Linked DNA regions of Sus scrofa: region 2 is linked to region 1. Evidence: chromatin contacts called from public Hi-C data. All regions are on one chromosome and are shown on one strand. The core of a region is the stretch at or near the end of the contact, and the rest is flanking DNA. Distances in the headings are between cores, read along the strand shown.

Region 1 (2,750 bases), core at 121-2,620:
TTCTCCTAACACCCTGGATTAAATATGGCAGGTTTTCTAAGGAAAATTAAAAGCCAATTTAATTTTCATATCTAGATTATGATATGAAATAACTTCAGAATTCCAAGGCAATAATGTCAATTTTTTCCTTTTTTTAATCTTTTTATTTTTTTAATTTTTTATTTGTATTTTGCTTCCTAGGGCCACACCTGCAGCAAATAGAGGTTGCCAGGCTAGCGGCCAAATCAGAGCTGCAGCTGCCAGCCTACAACACAGCTACAACAATGTGGGATCCAACCTGCATTTGCAACCTACACTACAGTTCATGGCGATGCCGGATTCTTATCCCACCGAGGGGGCCAGAGATCAAACCCACAACCTCATGGCTACTAGTCAGATTTGTTTCCACTGTGCCACAAAAGGGAACTCCAATAACGGCAATTTTTAAATTGACTCCTGTACTATAAAGGATCTGAAAAAAAAAATGAAGATTAAAAAAATAATAACATCCCTATATATTATCAGTGGTAAGAACTGCAAAGGAAAAGATACATTGGAAGAAATTTTTCTGGAAGCATCTAATGAAAAATAAATCCTACTTGCCCCAGGTTTTTTTGTTTGTTTGTTTGTCTCTTTAGGGAAGCACCCATAGCATATGGAAGTTCCCAAGTTAGGGGTCAAATCAGACTCCCATATACCACAGTCACAGCAATGCCTGATCCGAACCTCATCTGCAACCTGCACCATGGCTTACAGGTAATGCGGGATCCTTAACCCACTGAGCGGGGGCAGGGATCGAACCCACGTCCTCATGGATACTAGTCGAGTTCTTTACTGCTGAGACACAATGGAAACTCCCTGTCTCAATCATTTTTTAAACCACATTAGTAAGATCCTTTTTTCTCTCTCTCTGTAGGGTAGAAAGCAGGTCAACAAAATCAAATAGAAAGCAAGAGAGGGAAAACATCGAGAACAGAGTTTTTACATTATCTCGGAAAACCCAGATAGAGATTTGCGATCTTGAGGAGCATGAAGTCTGTATCGTGACCTCTATAGTCCAGCTTGGAGTCCCTTCCATCTCTTGCTGTCATTTACTCAAAGACTAACTGGGTGCCTGCTCTTCGCCAGGCACTGGACACTAGGGATGTGACAACCTCAAACTGCTGTTAGCAGAGGGAGTGGGAGAGACGGATAAGCCAACAGGCAATTACAATTCAGATTTCAAATGCCAGCCTGGAGGTGTGTGCAGAGCGCGAGGGAGTCCGGAGCTCAGACTGCTTCCCAGAAACATCCACTGTCTCTGCAAAGAGAAGCCACACCAAGGGACAGAAGAGAAACACACTCTAAAAGCATTTTCACTTGTGACTGCCAAGTAAATGCCCTGTTAAGGTCACTCAGGAGAGAGTGAAGGTGGACACAAAGGTAAACAGCCAGAGCCAGGCTGTGACCACAGAGGGTCGGAGGTCCTTAGCGGAAAACCAGGACCAGCATTTTCAGGCCAACCCCCTCACCTGTCCCTGGTCCCTGTCCTTCCTGGTGCTGCTGTGATCCTCCACAGCTGTGCTCTGCTGGAGACACCCCCCCACACACACACACATGCCCTGCACACACTCCCTCTGTTGCCCCCTCTATTTAGCCCTCAAGGGAGGGGTCCCTTCTTTCTTGCTGGTGTTTCCTATGCCTAGCCCAGCCCTGCCCTCCATTCTCCACACACAACAAATGTCCAGGCAGCAACATCTAAGGAATCTGCACAGGACAATCGGAGATGATGGACAGGTTCAAGTGAGGGAATAGCTTCCAATAAGTGGCAAGACTCAGACCTCCCACCCAGCCCAGGGTCCCTTACATCCTTCTCCCTCTCAGGGCCCGGCCTCTGCCACCGTGGCAGGAAAGTGCTCCAGGCCTCTCCCACAGCTCAGCCAGGAAGATCAGATATTCCCTCATTTCACCTCCAAGTGCCCAAAGAAAGAGAGAACCATCAGCCCTGGTCCACACCTGCTGTTTCAGTGTAATCATTTGCAGCTCCTGTCTTGCTCCCCAAACAGCCCCAGTTTGGACATTGTTACACCATCACCTTGCCTAGAAATAACCTGCTCTAAGATGGGCAGTGAGAATACCCATTCCTTTCTGAGAAATCCCAGCCCTGGCATGGAGGGAATGATCAGGCCCTGTAGGACCCAGCAACAGACAGACTGCAATCATCTGAAAGTCATACGTTTACCAAAATCTGGCTCATTCAGTCTTCCACATCACGTGTGGGACATCAGCCATCCAATCCTGGTTGCATTAGGACAACATCACTACCGTCCCTTTCCAGTCACCCTTCCAGTGAAAAGTGATGGCTCTGCTCATTAGGAGTCCAAATGAAGTTTCAAGTCCAGCCTTGTTACATGCCACTCAGACCCACTAGCCATTCGTTTACAGGATCATTCACCTGGTGCAGTGCAGTTCACCTTCAATGCCAGGACCTCCAGTGTTAGAGGACTAGGAAATTTGAGCAGATATATGAGCAACTAAGTATACAAATGAACCTCAGATCTACCTAATGACTGAAGAGAAGGAGACAAATTTCAGCTCAAAAGTAGGACTCTTTCAGTTAGCATCACGTGGTGTGAACGGCAAAATTCAAAGGTTAAGGAGTTCACACTGTGGCACATCAGAAACAAATCTGACTAATATCAATGAGGATGCAGGTTTGATCCCTGCCTTCGCTCAGTGGGTCAGGGATCTGGCGTTGCCATGAGCTGTGGTGTAGGTCACAAATGTGGCTC
Region 2 (2,750 bases), core at 80-2,579, 110 kb after region 1:
ATCAGTGGTGGGAACTGCCTCCAACTTTGCAAATTCCAGCTGAAAGGAAAACGCATTGGATTGGATTATTTTAAAGAGGCCCACCATTCTCACATCTATTTTTCATTTCACATTTATCAGTTCTCACCATTCCAAATGAACTAATCTGGCTATCCCTATTTCTGGACGACAATACTGGGAAGGCTTTCCTGCAACATTCGTGAGAGGTGCCGCAACAGGGAGAGCTGTCAGATTTCTCAAGGCCATTGTTTTGCCAACGTGTCTTTTGAGAACAAAATCAAAGTGTTATGGTATTTTTTTAAATGTCTATCATATAAGTTCTTGTTCAAGTTCAATACAAGAAAAGTGAATTTAAAATATCCTTTGTTGAACTAGGAAAGCTGTGAGAGGAATCAGAGGTTTTGCAACTCTGACAATTGCAAGTTTAGAGAAACATCAAAAGTACCTCAATTCTATAGAGTGTCCTGCAAAAATCTATTTTTCTTGGGCTCTACAGTTTTCCCCTAAGAGCAAGGTTCTCTTCCATTTAAACTTTTCCTAGAAATTTGCTTTCTCAAGTGAAGAGAAACCATTTGCTTTACAAAACAAGGGCACACCATGTGTTATATGTCCCATCTCAGGCAATCAATTGTCTTTGTACCAGATTTCTGGTCTCTTTCCATATAGCCTGTTGTATCTGATACACAGACTCCTGAAAAATCCTTTCCACTTGTGTAGGAAAGCCACGACTTTCTTCCTCCAGGGCGTTGATGGTTCGCAGAGCAAAGGGGGTCTTTTCTCGGGGCAGGGGGTTGTTCAGGGGCCGCATGGGGATGACAGAGTTGTATTTGTGCTGTCTGTTCACGGAGTTCATGAGAGATGTATAGAACTGGAACTTACACCAGGTGTCTCTTAGAAAGTTTTCAGTCAATAGCAAGATTGTCCAGGCAGAGCCATTGACAGCATCGTCTAAATTCTGTAAATGCTGTCTGCCACACGGCATCTCAGCAAAGATTATTCCAGGTTTGATCCCGAAGTCATTTTGCAGCAGATTCTGGACTCTGAGGGCTTCATCTGTGTCATCTTCTGCGTGTAGTATCACAAATTTGAGGAACACCTCTTCTTCTGCTTCCTCTTCAGGCATCTCTTCCACTCCGTCAGCTCCCTCCTGCTCTCCTGTTGGCATCTCTGCTGAACTGCTACATGCAACATCTTCGCCACCATGCAGGGGGATTTCCTCAGATATCGTGCAATCTGTCTCGTGAGGTTTTTGACTTGTATCCACACCGTGGCTTTTACTCCAAGAGAGAGAAAGAAGGCAGGGATCTGTCTTAGACTTCCCGATACCCATTATAAATATCCAAGTCAGAAAGGAAAGCTTTATTTATTTCTCAGCATTTCTTTTCATCCTAAAAGGAGAAATAACAAAGCAGAAGACTACTGTAAATTTCATCAAAACAATTAAAATGGAAAATCTCATTCAACCTGCAAACCTCAAAAAGATTATAATATATAGCTTTCTAAGAAGAAAATGTCAAAGAGATCATTGGAGATGAAGTCACTTGTCTTGTTTGAGTTCCACAAGGGCTACCACAGGTAGGCAGGGGTAGGTTAAACACAGGGGTCCGGTTTAATATAAAAGGAGATGTTTGGAAACTTTAAATGGTATTATATTGGCATTATAAACTCCAGTTAAATTACTTTGGTGTGTTAGCGAAAAGGGACCGTATCACTCTACTCATATGGAGTTTAAATTCAACTTCTCCATAACCAAATTACTGTGTAAACTAGAAACAGGAAAACTAAAAGAAACAAAATATTCATATTAACTTCAAAACATATTTTTGTTTCAAATGCAAATACAAAACAGAATACAAATACCCTAAAGACAGCTAATAGGCAGCTCTGCTGACTCAGAATAAAAAGATCTGAAATGTTAAATGAAATGTTGCTCAGGATTCACCGGTTCAGAGCTTTTTCTCTTTTTTTTTCTTTTCTTTTTTTTTGGTCTAGGGTCAGGGATTGTTGTACTGGGGCTGGTGCAGAAACTAATAAACTTTTGCAAAAAGTAAGGAATATCTTTTTCCAGCTAATCCTGGGAATAATTAAGAAAACATATTTCTGCACCCAGGTAAAAAAAGTAACATCTTGGTTTGGAAGTGTAATCTGGAAACAAAGCCTTGTGATTTCCAGGGAAATCAATAATGATCATAGTCTGTATCATTCTTTTATTTTAAAAGGCCTAAACTCAGAGTAGAAGAATTAGATCAGCTGTGAAAGAGAGATACTCCATGTGAATCTAATGCTGCAGTATTGTTAATACCCAAATAAGCAGTTTCAAGGGGGTACTTTCATCAAAAGACAGAAAATTCAGAATAGATAAGTATAAAATACATGTTGTCAAATATGGGCCCATAGGCTATATTCCAAAGGATTTTTATATATTGTTCATGAGCAAAGATCAGAGATCAAGAAGAAATTAGAATCTTATTCATAATGACATAAGTACCAGCTACATATGCCAAAATAATTCAAGTTTAGATGAAACCGTTCATCAAATGGTGAAAAACTGTTATGGGAAGAAAAAATAAGGAAAAACGTATACAGAATTTCTTTCTAATGTAAATAAGGAGTGAAAGGGTTTGCTACTGCCACTGAATAGTGAAGAAATCACTGGCTACTGGCTGTCATTGATTCTGCCTGTTCTTCAGGTTCTGATCCACACTATATTGTGCCAGCCACCAAGTGGTGGTCTAAGGCATGACAACCCT

The links. A called contact is a pair of places that touch in the nucleus more often than the background predicts.
Region 2: a contact with region 1 is called in a Hi-C map of liver, with 4 times the contacts expected there. The contact joins the promoter of TICAM2 here to the enhancer-like site in region 1. A contact is called at or near these places in 1 of 5 promoter capture datasets (liver), 4 of 47 Hi-C or Micro-C datasets (liver, skeletal muscle and subcutaneous adipose tissue) and 1 of 2 datasets of contacts at active chromatin or transcription factors (alveolar macrophages).

The regions. Positions count from the first base shown.
Region 1 is chr2:119,644,446-119,647,195 of Sscrofa11.1, forward strand. All of the region lies in intron 1 of LOC110259445 (a long non-coding RNA gene), which reads right to left. Among named protein-coding and RNA genes, the nearest start is that of FEM1C, 77 kb to the right of the region's middle. Within about 2 kb of position 1,371, at least 2 of the 83 cell types and tissues checked have an H3K27ac peak or open chromatin away from gene starts, as enhancers often do. A contact at or near this core is called in liver, where this site is marked.
Region 2 is chr2:119,759,430-119,762,179 of Sscrofa11.1, forward strand. TICAM2 (toll like receptor adaptor molecule 2) reads right to left here and starts at 1,330. Exons shown (of 1, transcript NM_001204351.1): 1 at 1-1,330. The coding sequence starts at 1,330. The coding sequence ends at 617.